Linked DNA regions of Sus scrofa: all the other regions are linked to region 1. Evidence: chromatin contacts called from public Hi-C and HiChIP or PLAC-seq data. All regions are on one chromosome and are shown on one strand. The core of a region is the stretch at or near the end of the contact, and the rest is flanking DNA. Distances in the headings are between cores, read along the strand shown.

Region 1 (4,749 bases), core at 1,290-3,789:
AAAAGTGACTCCATTTTAAGGCATCTATATGCAAACCACACAACATTGCTCTTCCTCCTGAAGGGCAGATATAGGTCTGTGAAGTGACCAAATTTAGAGCAACTGGCTTGGAACTTGCCCTGCACTGGAGACTAAGCCCTTCGACTTTCTTTAAAGGCCAGATATCAGTCTCCTTTTAAAAACAAAGGAAAGGGATTCTGATTCTGGGTAGTTTATACTTTGTGTCTTTTAAAAAGAAATTAGTTTTATTTAAAATGCGCCCTTTTAAATCTAAGATCTGGGTCTACTTTTAGAAACAGATAACACTCTGAAATTTCATTTTTGGTCCTCCTCTATCAGGGTACCATGGCAACCAGGGCATTTTGAAAAAGCAGGCATCTGCTTCTGGTATCTAATGGAGGTAGATGGGAACACCACCAAAGGAGGAGAGAAAAACAGGTACAGTGATTAGAGCGACCTTGCTAAGCGTCTCTCAGTGCTGGAGTATCCTCCAGCCAAGTGAAAGACGTGGGAAAAACCCAAGGTAACTACTCAGTATTTAAAAAAGAAGAAGATAAATCACCTCTTATACACAGTTTCAAAGAGGAAAGGCTAAAAAACAAAACTAAACAAGACACGGGGCTTTTGAAGGCTCTGGGTCAGGGCACCGGGCAGGGGCCCGTTCTGTCTGCAGCCCTGTCTTTCCACACTGTGTGGCGGCGGCGGCAGGAAATGTTTGGCGGATGCAACTGTGCAAACTGAGATGTGGCAAAAGGGCGAGCTACCAGCCTAATCCCGGGGCTCCCTGGCTGCCGAGCTTCCTATCTGGAGAGCTGGCAGGATGCGGAGTCCCTTGGGCCTTCCCCGTTGGTCTGGACTGGAGGAGGCGTGCGGAGCCTAGAGCCATCTCTCCGCCCTCACCTGCAGGTGGCTGACGATGCAGTATGGCTCCGGCTTGTGAAGCCCGCAGGTCGAGGTCACCGAGAGCTTCTGCGCTCGGCCGATGAGAAGGTCGCCGGTGGCCGGGTAGCAGCTGCCCTCCGCGCAGCCGTAGCTGAACTCGGGTTCTTGAGCGCTCACTTGGGCTCCGCATAGGGCTGTGGAAGGGGCAGACAACAGCATAGGGCACAAGCAGAGAGCGGGAGTCCCAGCCATAGGAAAGGCAGGGGCGGGGACAGAGTAGATTCAGAAAAACGCAGAATACACAGAAAAGAAACACAATGGAGAGATGAGCGAGGCCGGGGAAGGCAGGATGTGGACAGGAGGATACAGAACCAAACAGAACAAACGAACATCAGGTTTGCCCAGCAGTGGACAGCACTGGTCCCTGGAAACCCACCCACACTCGCGCCCACCCTGATCTGTCCCGGGAAGCAGCATCAGCCACACAAGGTGGAGGGGCAGACCGGCCACTTGGAGGTGCCTGCACCTGGGCTCAGGGAGGCAGATGGCCAAACACCACACGCCTGCACGCGGTTGGCAGCCTGTGCATCCTCGGTGTCTGCGCAATTGCGCACACAGAAATTTATGAGTGGAGGGGCTAGTGTGTGTGTGCACGCTCAGAGGTTGCAGGCACTTCGCCGGGGGAAGAGAGATGCTGGGGCTCGCCGGTGACGCCACTTTCTCGAGGGATGAGTGGACAGTCCCTGCGGCTTTGGATCGGCTTCAACAATTCGTCATTCCAGGGAAGCTCCCCGTCCAGCTGTTTCTGGCGCCATCCGGGGGCAAACGGCGATGGTTAATTAAAGCCACATGGCCCCAATCTGTTCCCAGGACTTACTTAGTCTGTGCTCAGCTTGGGCACTTTTCCGGGAAATGGGCTCCTGGAGAGCCCTCCGCACCATGGAGAACGATCCCAGCAATGGAGAGACCCACCGAGAAAGGGCCAGAGGTGCAAAGCACAGATCAGTGACCGCGGGAGCACCGGGAGCTCTGGGCACAGCCCCTGGGGAAGCGGTCGGTCGCCCGAGATCCTCGCGCGCAGCCCTCGGCCACCACCGAGGGAGCTGTTGTTTAATTCCAGCGCAGAATTGCCACCCAGTCCCTCTCCTGATCCCCCCGGCTTCCACGAAGCTGGGTCCAACCGCTTGGTTTTTCTTCTTCCACGTCTAAGCCCACCACCCCCTCCCCACCTCTTCCTCGGAATTACCTAGGAAACTCAGCGCGAACACCTGGAGCCGCCCCATGTCCAGTGCCTGCAACCGAGGGGACACGGCAGAGGAGGGGAGGACACCGCCGCCGAGCCGCCGGCTCTTTTTCCCCGTCTTCCTTTCTGGAGATGTGGAGAGAAAAAAGGCAAATGTTCAGAGAGAGGAGAGCGGCCCTCGCATTTCCTGCCGCTCCCACGGAAGCAGGGGGTGGGAGAGTGGGAAGAGAAAAATCGAGCCGCCACTTTGTTCTGCTCACCCGGCAGGACGAGCGCTCTCCCGGCGCCTGGCAGCCCCGGAGCCCAAAGAAGGGAATTAGAAAGTTTCGCCCTGGGAGGAACCTAGGGAGGCGCCTTTTGCTCATGCGCACACCGGGAGCCGGGCGGAGGGGGCGGGTGCCCCCTACTTGGCGGGGAGTGGGTGAGGTCCAGATCCCACCCTCCCCCGTACCTCTTTTGTTTTAAGGCTGCATCTGCGGACGCGATGGGGTTGTGGCTCTTCCCATTCCCAGCGCAGGCTGCCTCCGGGTGAGCGTCCCGAGCAGTGCGCTGGGGGCGGGAGGCGTCCGGGCTGGTCCGGGAGGTAGGTGTCTGCTCACGGGCGAGGGGGCTGGTCCGGACCTACCGCGAGCTCGTGCATTTACATTTGTAAGGAGTGAGTCACGTAAAGGTGCCCAATGCTGTAAACTCTCTCTGAGCGCTCGGGCAAGGCCAGTTAACCCTTTAGAAAGCCGGTTGTCTGGTTTGTTCCTGAGAAGCGAAGCCCGAAACGCCTGGTATCGCTGAGGCTGAGCTCGACATCTGATGTCTTCATTCGAAGGAAGTGCTCTCGGCTACGCACCAACTTAGGACGAGCCTGGAGCTCCTGCCACCCAGGTGGCCACCGCATTGAATTACCCATCTACTTTTTACCCCAATCCAGATAGATGGCTTCAATTCAGGTAATTTCTCGAATGATACTGTTGGTAGTGATGCTTTTTCTCATCTCACCATGAAAGGGTGGGCTCAGCCGCTCACCTGGAGGTCTCTAGTGAGATGTACTCCTCCACGAAGCACAGTCTAGCAAATCCTCCAGAGGAACTCCGCGGTGTACAGATGGTGAGGTGGGTGATGGGTCCGCTAAGGACGGGTCTCCAGCAGCAATGTGGTTGATCTGTCTAGTTAAATAAGGGGTAAATACGCTCTGACCCAGCTCCTGGGGGATGGAGAGGGAAGAAAGGCTGGTGGTGTGATTCCCCCTTCCTGCGAATTAGCCCACTTCTGCTGCCTTAGCAATGGATGGAATCAGACCTTGAGCTCTATTTTGTCCTCTGGACAAAAGTACCCCCCCCAACCCCCACCTCTGAGAAGGGAGAATAGTTAGTTGTTAATCCAGTCAGGAGATTTTGTTCTCTAATTAATCATCCCGGGGGGAAGGGTTTAAGTGGCCAGTTGGTAGGCATTTAACTTAGCTGTAATGAGATAGGGCCCAGGAAGTTTAATCATTAGACCATAGAGTAAGCTGCTTTTTGAGTTTATCTCATCGTTTCCACTGAGGGAGGCCGCAGCCTCAGGTCTTGGTGATATATTAATTATTCACCTAATCAGCACTTGCCCTGCTGCAACCTGGGGAGATTTTTGCCTCCGTCCAATGCTCAGGCTCCTTGGGGCTGTGGCTCAGCAGCCCTGAGCACTGAATGCTCTTGTGAGGGTCCAAGATTTTGATGGAGGGTCTTCAGAATTTTTTATTTTTTTATTTTTTATTTTTTTTATTTTTTGTCCTTTTGTCGTTTCTAGGGCGGCACCCACAGCATATGGAGGTTCCCAGGCTAGGGGGTCTGTTGGAGCTGTAGCCGCCAGCCTACGCCAGAGCCACAGCAACTCGGGATCCGAGCCATGTCTGCAACCTACACCACAGCTCACGGCAACGCCGGATCGTTAACCCGCTGAGCAAGGCCAGGGATTGAACCTGCAACCTCATCGTTCCTAGACGGATTCGTTAACCACTGAGCCACGACGGGAACTCCAAAACTTAATTTTTTAAAAAAGATTCACAGGCAAATGTCTGTCCCTCTGTGGAACTTTTGATACCTCGGGCCAACATTGCTTACAGTTTCTCATCCATACACATTGCAGGCAATGTTCGCTGCGGCCTCTGCTGGGAGACCAGCCTCTGACCTCACAGCAGTAGAGCCGTCGCAGCTGCTTGGCAATTCTGTCTGTCCCTGGCTGGAGTCCTCTCCTCCTAGAGGACAAGCGCCTTCAACACCCTTCTAACATCCCTGTTCTCCTTACCTTTCCACTTTCAGTAGCAAACAACACTGCTGGAAAAATCAGGTGTGTAGGGTTTTGTTTTTACGTGTATATATTCAAGGATACGGTTGGTGGGGTTTAATAACTCTTCTTCTGAGCACTCCATCTATGAATTTATCTGTCTCTATTCCTACTCTTCTTATACTTCTGCCCTGAAAATTGTGCCCTCCTCTCACCTCCTGGGAGCAATGCTGTCACATGCAAACCTGCTGATTTCCCCCAACTTAAGGGGGGAACCCCAAACACTTTATTCTGCACATCTACTCCTTTCCTCCCTTTGACTTCCTAGCCCAGGTTCTTGAGCGGACAGTCTGCACTCACTCGGTTTCTTC
Region 2 (4,962 bases), core at 888-3,387, 110 kb before region 1:
ACATGTCTACAGTTTTTAAGTTCTAGAGGATCTCAACAGGGTTGTCTAGCTGGCATCTCAGATTCAGACAATTTAACTCATTATCTTCTTCCCAAAGCTGTTCTTCCTCCTATTTCTGTACTGCCTGCCTATTTCTGTGTCAATTTCACTACCCACCTTGCCATTTAAGGTGGAAACTTTGGAGCCATTGTCAGTGTGACCTTCACTCGTTCTCACATTCAGAATTGATAGAACTTGGGGATTGTAGCAGACCTTACTGGTGTCTCACCTGAATCCTTTTAGTACTCACTTTTCCTTTCCATGCTCACCCAAAGCCTTCTTAGTGGAAGCACCATGGATTCTTTGCCTGAGAGCTTTCTCTGCTTGTTGGTGCTCACTCAGCCCACATATGGAGCAGGTCAGAAGAGTCAGGGAATTAAAATCCCTAGGAGCAGTTCCCAACCAATGACTGATGGAAGTTGCTGGTATATTTTGGGTAGGGCAACTCTGAAGCATGTTCAATGCTCTCTTCTAGAGGTCTCCAGTGAGACCCAACTGCTCACAGTGGTAATCTACTCATTAATGTAACTGAAATCATTTCCATCTCTTTCCCATTCCCTGCTGAAGCTTTCTTGGATCATCTGTCCAACAAACTCATTTCACTCCAGGTCTGCTTCTGGATGCAGTCAACTAAAACAGTGACCCTTTAGATACTGAGATAAAGAAAAGAGCTAAAAATGGCTATAGGAGTTCCCATCTGTGGCTCAGCAGTTAACAAACCCAGCAAGCATCCATGAGGAGGCAGGTTCAGTCCCTGGCTTTGCCCAGTGGGTTAAGGATCTGGCATTGCTGTGGCTGTGGTGTAGGCCATCAACTACAGCTCCAGTTGGGACCCTAGCCTGGGAACCTCCACATGCCGTGGGTACAGCCCTAAAAAGACTGAAAAAAAAGAATGACTATAACATTTTGTATTATGTATGACTGGCATTTGGAGGCATCATGAATCATAAAGGAGCAAATATGTATTTAATGTATTAGATATTAGGTAGTTAAAATTGAGATGGTGGCAGGACCACCCACTTGTATGTGTTCAGTAGACAGCTGAAAATATGGAATTGGAGACCAGGAGAGAAGTAGAGACAGGAGCTAAGGATATAAGAGTTATCAGTGTATGTCTGTGGGTGCTAAAACCATGAAAATGGTTTAGATGGCCAAAATACTTATGTATAGAGGAAAACACAGGGAAAATGGATATTGAATGACAAGTAGTAGCCTCTGTAGCAAACACTAAAGATCATTATCTTTTCCCCTAAAGCAGCTTAACTAGGTAGGGAGTAATTTCTAATTAGTATTTAAATTCACAGAGCCCGGAATAGCGCCTGGGCAGTAAACTTTCAAGACAGAGTTAAATTTTATCCCATGTATAGTTATGGCAAAGCAAAAATCAGACTTTAGGTTTCTGTGCTCAGCCTTGAAGACAATATTTTTCCATTGTCTCATGTGAGAACCTGTAACCTCATCCACCACCCCACCCATTCTTATTTGCTCTGACAAGGAGATGTGTCTCCCAACTGAGGCGGCAGGGAAAAGTGTGTTTTCTACGTATTGCCAGGTAGTTTACTTAGAGCAGAATGCTGGTGATACCAAAGTATGTGACCCCATCTTTTATATGGCCTTTGATCTACAGGAGGAATTATAAAGCAGGAATTAGGATGAAAAGCTTTGACCTCAGGGCTGCAGTTACCGGTCCCCTGTGAGACCTTGAGGGTATTGTTTAATCTTTCAGGCCCTCATCTAAGAAGTGGAAATACTAGTAATCCTTCATATAGTTAAGGACAAAAGTGAGATAAGGCCCGGACAATGTTGAGATTCCTCAGCCTAACACAACAAAGAACCTGTGAAGCTTTACTTTCTGCACCGTGCATTAAGCAAACCTTAGCTTTAGTTACTCCACTTTCCAAAAACAAGCGCACTCTGTAACCCCCAGCACTCTTTTATCCCTAAAATGGTCCCTCATTCCCTGCTACCACAAAGCACTATGCTCCTTACGACAGTGTACGACGTTGAGCCGGACGGCACCCCCCTCGCGGGCCAATCGCGCTGCTCCGGACCGATAACGTAGGCGCGCTCGTGCATGCGCAGGCCGGGAAGACCTTGGCGAGTCGGCGGAGGTGCTTAGCGGAGGTGAAGGAGTTGGCGCAAAGGCCAATACAGCGGCAAGATGCAAAGCTGGAGTCGTGTATACTGTACCTTGGCCAAGGTGAGGACCGACTGGGTAGGTTCGTGATGAGCCAGAGGTGCAGAGAGGCCCGGTGACGCGGTCCCGAACGCTACCTAAGTGGTGGGTGTGGGAGCGGCAGGCGGCCGGGCCGAGACCACCAGCGGTTCCGCCCCTGAACCGGCATAGTCCGGACGGAGGCTGGGAAGCAAAGGCCCGGGCTGTGGGGAGGCCCTTTCAGTTGTGTGGTGGTCAGCAGTTGCACATGGTCACCTCCCAAGCCCCCAGCTGGCCTATGGGATCTTGGGACGGCGGGGAGTATGTGTCGCCTTAGCACCTTTTGGTTAACTCTTAGTACCTTTTCCTAATCCTGGCTCTTGAGTGGCTTTTGTGCAGTGGGCAGGTAACTTTGGGGTTACCGCTTGAAAGAACCAGACCGGGTCAGCCCCCAGCGGGTAGCTCTAGGAATTCCTCAAAGATACCTTCAGTGCCTGCTGCTTTAAGCTAACGTCTATTGGCTTTTTTCGTAGAAGCATTTATATTTTATTATAGGAGTTATGGTCAATATAGCTTTCCCTTTTCATCTGTGTACCAAATACAGCCAGACGGTACATATGTGGAATCGTGGCCGAATACTATATTGATGGAGACTTTAAAAGTTATGCAGCGATCAAACTCCTTTGTCTTTGTTTCAAAGATGAGTAGCATGTGTGCCCCAAAGTTAATGTAACGTGTGTCAGAGTTTATACTTTGAGAGGCAGAGCTGGGGCTAAAACTCAGGATTGCTATTTAGTCACTTGTTCTTTGTCCTCTGTAGGGACCTCAGGTGCAAGAATTGCCTTGGAATAGACAACATTACTAGATCGGTGTAGGTTTTGTCACTGCCTCCTATCTACGTGCTGTCGTAGGAGCCATTTGCTGTGTTTTTTTGTGCCTCATCATTCTTAGGAGATAGTAGCCATCCGTATTTAGAGGTTGTGGAGATTGAGATCCAGTTTGGAGAACTGTAATAGCTCTTGAATATGAGTACATTAGTGCATTTTCCTAAGGCATCTTGTCTCATTTTCTATTCCTGGTGGGCAGTTCAGGAATATCTTCATAGACTTTACATGGTAGATTTGAGTTAGTAAACGATAGTTACATATCAAAGGATTGTCGTAATGCAGATTATTCAAGTACTTAAGCTGCAACTTTAAAAACTTTAATTATGACATTAAAATGATTCGTGGCACTAAAAATTAGCCATGCTTTCTGAGAATTCAATAAAGTGTAACACCATTGAGTAACATATTTGAATTAGGTTAAATGTGAGACGGTTTGTTGAATATTCATAGTAAAAAGTATGGCAAGCTGATTGTTGTTACAGAAGGGGAGAAATTGATATGTAATTTCTGTGTGGCAGTGGAAGATAAATTAGTAATCGTTGCTTGATATATTTGCCCAAATTCATTGTTTTCACGGACCTTCAGTAGTTTCTGTTTTGAATTCCTGTTTTACACAATAGGAATATTTTTTTTCTTTCAGAGGGGCCATTTTAATCGAATAGCTCATGGTCTGCAAGGAGTTTCTGCAGTGCCGCTGAGAACTTATGCAGATCAACCAAGTAAGTACTTAGAAAAATAGGTTTTCCTCAAATTAGTTCATATTTCCTTTGTGTTTCAGTGTAAAAGCAAGTGAATATTCAAGTAATAATAATCAGTCATAGGACTCATTTGTTCTTATATTTATTAACTTAAATGTTTATTGAGCACCTACTGTGTTCCAGGTAGTAAACTAGGCAAAGCCCTAGTATTATGCAGTTTATGGTCTGGTGATAAAAGACGAATGGTACACACATAGGGAAAAATTTGGGGAAGGGATTGAAAATCACGTAGTTGGTGATTATGAGGAAAGGCGACTGACTGTTTTGTCAGGACTTTTCTGTGCAAGGGCCTGAGGAAGTGAGAGAGTAAGAAAATTGTTTCAGGCAGAGGGAAACAGCAGTGGGAAGGTTCTGAAGTGAATTATTTTGTGAGGTTTAAGGAATTACAGGAAGGCCAGTGTAGCTGGAGCAGAGACCAGTAGAGTGTAAAATCAGAAAAGCAGGCAGAGATCAGATTGTGGAGGGTTTTATGAGCCAGGCGAGGATTTTACTCCCAAGAGTGATGGGAAACCACTGAAGGGTTTTGAGCAGGGGAGCAATTCTATGTTTACATTAAAAAGTTAATTCTGGGAGTTCCCACTGTGGCACAACAGGAGTGGTCGTGGGGTCTCTGCAGCGCCAGGGACACAGGTTCGATCCCTGGCCTGGCATAGTGGGTTAAAGGATCCAGGGTTGCCACAGCTGCAGTGTAGACTGCAACTGTGGTTTGGGTCTGATCCCTGGCCTGGGAACTCCATGTGCTGTGGGGCAGCCAAAAAATAAAAATAAAATAAAAAAGGTAAGGTTGAGTGTGTTAGTTGCTTAACAATGTTTATAACAATGTTTAGAAGGTGAGATGACGTTTTTGCATGCTTAATGGAAAGAAATCTTGATGGGCTTATCAAAGGCACATTTTATTTTATTTTATTTTTTGGCCTTGCCCACAGCATGTGAAAGTTCCCAGGCCAGGGATTGATCCCACACCACAGCAGTGACCCAAGCCATTGCAGTGACAAAACCAGGTCTTTAACCCTCTGCACCAGAAAGGAATTCCAAAGGCACATTTTAAAGACTAGAAGGATGTATCCTAAAAGGAAGCTGTGAATTATTGATATTTTCCTCTTTATACTTTTCTGTATTTTTG
Region 3 (4,874 bases), core at 1,108-3,607, 110 kb after region 1:
TTGGAAATAGCTGAAGTAAAAGAAATCAATTGGGCTCTCGTTAACGGCTCAAGACGATGGTTTTTCTATGCTCTTTGCTTGTCATGGAATGCACCGCTTCCCCTCTGGGTATGAGCGTATCAGAATAAAATGTACTTCTCTGTGCAAATGGCAACAAGGAATATTGCCACACAACTTAGTTGTTCATTTTACTGACTTACACATTAGAATAAGCACCTCCGGTATCACAGTCACAGGGAGAACATCCATGGAGGTGACTTTCCAGTCCCCAGTATCCAACCTGCAAAGACAACATGCTGCTGATTCCAGCTGTGAAGATACCCGGGGCTCTGAAATGTAAAAGTAACACGATTCAACTGACGCACAGCAAAGAGTCACACCACCTGAACAGCCACACAGCGTTTTGCTTGCCTACGCACTTGGTAACGATCTTCTAAAAACACACATCTCCCATTCCCAGGGCTTGAAATGATGGGGACAGGGGGTTGTCCACATATTGCTTTGAATGGAAATGCAATGGAAACCTCTCACTTCCATTGAAAACAGAAATTTTAGCCTTGAGCTGGGTTGTTTGAAGCTACTCAGGAGAACCTTTTCCACTAGTCTGTTTGCAAGTACTTTTATAAAACAGTAGAGTCCCTTACCACAAAATCCCTAGGGATTTTTACTTATACACTATAGCAACATTTGGGGGTAAAAAAAAAAATCACTTAGGCTGAGGTTGAGATATTAAATATCAGTTTAGTAAAATCACTTGTTTGTAAGGAATTGTTTTGGAATACTAAGCTCCCCAATTGAGAGACTCCACTCTGTTCTTTAAGACTTTTTTCATCATTGCAACATCTTGACCTTTATTCGATATAAACAGCTGGTGAGATACAAACATCTATTTCTTAAGTCTGATAACATTTACTATAAAATACTCAGAAAAAGGCTTCCCCCTCCAAGCCCCATTTAACAAGCTCAGATAAAATTAAGGTCTTCCTAAAGCACTGAACTCTCACTTGAAATGGATTTATAAAGTATCCATATTTTGGGGGTGTGACCTTGGTAACATTTTACTATAAAAAGATGTGTTTTAAACATTGCAAGTTGACATAATTTGTTACAAACCATAGCAAAGGGCTTTGGATTGTTTTCTGAAACTGGAGTTTAGGCAAAAACAATGTGAATTTCACTCAGGATGGGATTGTAAGAAACCCCTCTAGGCTGGGTAGGCTGTCATGTTGCCTCCCCCACCCCCGCACCGCCCCACTCACAGCACCTCCCAGGGTACCATCCATAGATGTGGATGTGGGGCACCAGGTAGGTGTCTGGCTCAGCCATGATGGACAAGTTCCCCCATCACTGGCCTCGGCTCAGGTAGTTTCCTTCTGCAAACACAATGGAGATAACCACACAGCAGCAGGTAACCAGACAAAGAAAAAAGTCAGCCCGAGTCTAAGGTGTGTCTGGCATGATCTGATGTGGTATCTCTATGGGTCTGTTCACCAGCTCTGTTTCATTTTTTTGTGCTGCCCACACTTGGTGATGGAGCTTGGCTGCTCACCTTCCAACACGAAACCTCTAAATCACCTGCCCCATCATACACAGAGTTCCCTCTTCACATTCACATCCTTGCTTTCGTCTCCCATCTCCTCCGCCCCATGCCCATGTGCGTTCAGTAAAACAACTTAGAATATTAGCCCCAAACTGTGTTGTCACAGACATGTGTTTCTTATTTATCAGCTACATTTCTTCAGACACATCAAGGTCACTGTTCTTTTATTAGGTTAAGTTTTTGTTTTTTCTTTCTAAAATGTGGTGGTGGGCTGCCAAGAGTGGAGGACAAAGAAAAGAGTTGGGTTTTTAACTCTATAATGGCATGATACATTTTATGGGGTGAAAAATGTCTTGTTTTGCTCATCTGAGACGTACATGCCCGTGTAGGTAGTGGAATCTATGAAAAATTCAAGAGTTTATTTCCCACAGGAAACTATAACCCATTTAAACCTAAGGGCTGCTTTCTTTCCCCCCTCCCTTTTTTCTTTTCTTTTTCTTTCTTTCTGTCTTTCTTTCCTTCTATCTTTCTTTCTTTCCTTCTTTCTTTCTTAAATGAGTTCATCCAAAATATTTTTTAGGCAAGGAGTGGTACAGATGGGAAAGGGACTGTGTTTAAGACACAGAAGAAAAGGCCCCATGATCTAGGAGGTTAAACAGGGGGATAGGTACACATGCTTATCTTCTTCTCGGGCATTTCCAGGAGGCCAGTGGATAAAACTATTGACATCAGTGCCTGGGTTGGTTCAGTCCAATCCGGTTGTTGTGCTGGTAAATATTTAACCACCAGCTCTCTGCTAGAAGGAGGGGGCTGATTTTCAGGGTCTGCTGATTTCGGCAGTGTTTTAAGTGCTTTCGCCACAGGCGTATTGAAATGGAGCAGGACAAGGAAGGCAATCAAGAGGAAAGTCTCTCTAGGCCACGGCAGTAGAAGTCCGCATCACTCCCAAAAGGGGACATCGGGGCCAGATACATACAGTGCATTTTCCACAGCGTGGTCCAGTAGCAAACGGCTGGCACAAGCACTACCCTGTATCCACATCACAGGTCAAGGGCGGCAGGCTCCCCAGGGGGTTACAGTCACAGGCTGAAAGCATAGCATACATCATTATTCTAATTTCGAGTCCCCCGCTCTGGTAAATGTCCTTAACAGCTCACACTGAACAAAACCATGTAGCCCCAAGAACACAGAGCAAGCCTGTCCTGCCAAGTTTACTATCTGCCTGGCTGCACCATGATGGTACAGGAAATCCAGGGCCAGACACCTCCAGGGTGCTCATGTGACTCTACTGGGTGGCAATTAGGAGGAGACAGGAGAGTCAAGGGTTTATGCACGTTGGGGAGCCTGGCACAGTTCTCCTGAGGGATGCTGGCTGGGGCAGGTGACCTGGGGCAAGTGTTTCTGAGTGTCCCCATTGTTACTGATGGCTCCCTTTCTGGCAGATGCAGCTATCATTTCTCTCCTCCCTCCTTCTTTGTGCCATTACTATTTTTTGGTTTTGTTTTGTTTAATCCTCTTTCTCCTCTTTCTCTTCCATCCATACGCATTGCAAGTCCTGTCTATGTTGCGAAAGCTAAGACATTGCACAACCAGCATAAAATGGGTGTTTCCCAGGCTGACTTCCTGCAGAAAAGCCAATGTGCATGGAAACAGCCCAAATGTCCATTAATGGTGGATAAATCAATTGTGGTAGAGCCATACATGGAATATTATTCGGCAATAAAAAGAAGTACTGAGATGTGCTACAGCATGGACCGACCTTGAAAACACTATGCTAAGTGAAAGAAGCCAGTCTTCTGATTCCACTTGTATGAAATGTCCACAACAGGCAAATCCATGGAGACGGAAGTAGATTAGAGCTTGCCCAGAGCTGGGAGGACAGAGAGGTAGTCGCTATGGCATGGGGTCTTTTCTCTTTTTTGGAGAGATACATATAAAATTTACTATCTTCATCACTTTTTTTAGTTTTTTTTTCTCTCTCTCTCTTTTTAGGGCCTCACCGTGGCATAGAGACATTCCCAGGCTAGGCGTTGAATTAGAGCTGTAGCTGCCAGCCTACGCCACAGCCACAGCAATGTGGGATCCGAGCCTCGTCTGCAACTTACACCACAGCTCACGGCAATGAGGGATCCTTAACCTACTGAGCAGGGTCAGGGATTGAACTTGCATCCTCATGGATCCTAGTCAGGTTCATTAACCACTGAGCTATGAAGGAACTCCTTCATCATTTTGAAATTTACAGTTCAATAATATCAAATACACTCTTAGAGTTGCACAACCCATCTCCAGAACTGTTTCATCTTGCAAGACTGAAAATCTATCCCATCCCATCGAATACCATCTCTCCATACTCCTTCTCCCTTCCCACCCCCTAGCCCTTGGCAACAACCATTCTATGTTCTGTTTCTATGGATTTGACTATTCTGGACACTTCATGTAAGTAGGATCATACAATATTTGTCCCTTTGTGTCTGGTTTATTTCACTTAGCATAATATTTTCAGGGTTCACCCATATTGTAGCCTGTATCAGGATTTCCTTCCTTTTTAAGGCTGAATAATATTCTAATGTGTGTACGTATCACATACACCACATTTTGTTTATCCATTTATCCATTGGTGGATACTTGGGCTGCTTCCACCTTTTGACTACTGTGAATATTGCTTCTATTAACATGGGTGTACAAATATCACTCCAAGATGCTGCTTGTAATCTTTTGAGTATATAATCAGAAGCAAAGTATGGGGGAATTTTGGGGGGAGGAGTGTAATGAAAATGTTCTAAAATTGATGTTTACAAAGCATGCATATACTAAAAATCTCTAAATCTGCGCATTTTAAAAGTGAATTGTATGGCATATGAATTATATGTAACTAAGGCTCATAAAAAAGAAAAAAACAAATGAAAACCAATGTTTGGCCCCTTCTTAGAGGACATAATGTTAGCAAACAAAGGGAAATGCCTGGACTGCTGAAGGGTACAAGGGGAAATGGCTTGACTATAATTCATTGTCCCAAAATTTATTTTTTTGCCATCAAATCCAAAAAGAAGAGTGTTTTATTATAGAGTGATTCGTCATGTTGCTTTCTAAACATGCAAATAATCCACAGTTCCTTATATGGGCAAAAACAGAGAGCATGACACTGTGACCAAAGGGAAATAACCCAGATTCTCTCAGGAATCTACAGCTCTGTGAGACTCAAGGCAGCCCTAAATTTCTGTGATCCCAGAGCCAAGAGGCTCCCCATTTGGCCCCAGAAAACTCTGAGGTTATTTCTAATTCCTCATGATCCCTCCCTGCCTTCTTTTTCCCCCTCTTCTCTTCATCAGAGGAC

What was found. A called contact is a pair of places that touch in the nucleus more often than the background predicts. HiChIP or PLAC-seq counts read pairs in DNA pulled down with a chosen protein or histone mark.
Region 2: an H3K27ac HiChIP or PLAC-seq map of alveolar macrophages shows a contact between it and region 1. The contact joins the promoter of DLD here to the promoter of LAMB1 in region 1. A contact is called at or near these places in 1 of 5 promoter capture datasets (liver), 1 of 47 Hi-C or Micro-C datasets (heart right ventricle) and 2 of 2 datasets of contacts at active chromatin or transcription factors (alveolar macrophages and skeletal muscle).
Region 3: a contact with region 1 is called in a Hi-C map of omental adipose tissue, with 1.9 times the contacts expected there. The contact joins the enhancer-like site here to the promoter of LAMB1 in region 1. A contact is called at or near these places in 5 of 47 Hi-C or Micro-C datasets (alveolar macrophages, mesenchymal stem cells, omental adipose tissue and 1 more) and 1 of 2 datasets of contacts at active chromatin or transcription factors (skeletal muscle).

The regions. Positions count from the first base shown.
Region 1 is chr9:107,744,703-107,749,451 of Sscrofa11.1, forward strand. LAMB1 (laminin subunit beta-1) reads right to left here and starts at 2,540. Exons shown (of 35, transcript XM_003130269.5): 1 at 2,386-2,540; 2 at 2,129-2,251; 3 at 901-1,076. The coding sequence starts at 2,165.
Region 2 is chr9:107,639,992-107,644,953 of Sscrofa11.1, forward strand. It overlaps DLD (dihydrolipoamide dehydrogenase), which reads left to right and starts at 2,138. Exons shown (of 14, transcript NM_214062.1): 1 at 2,138-2,239; 2 at 3,722-3,800. The coding sequence starts at 2,201.
Region 3 is chr9:107,854,799-107,859,672 of Sscrofa11.1, forward strand. It overlaps LAMB4 (laminin subunit beta-4), which reads right to left. Exons shown (of 36, transcript XM_021063522.1): 11 at 2,517-2,626; 12 at 201-280. Among named protein-coding and RNA genes, the nearest start is that of TRNAE-UUC, 42 kb to the right of the region's middle. Within about 2 kb of position 2,358, at least 15 of the 83 cell types and tissues checked have an H3K27ac peak or open chromatin away from gene starts, as enhancers often do. A contact at or near this core is called in omental adipose tissue, where this site is marked.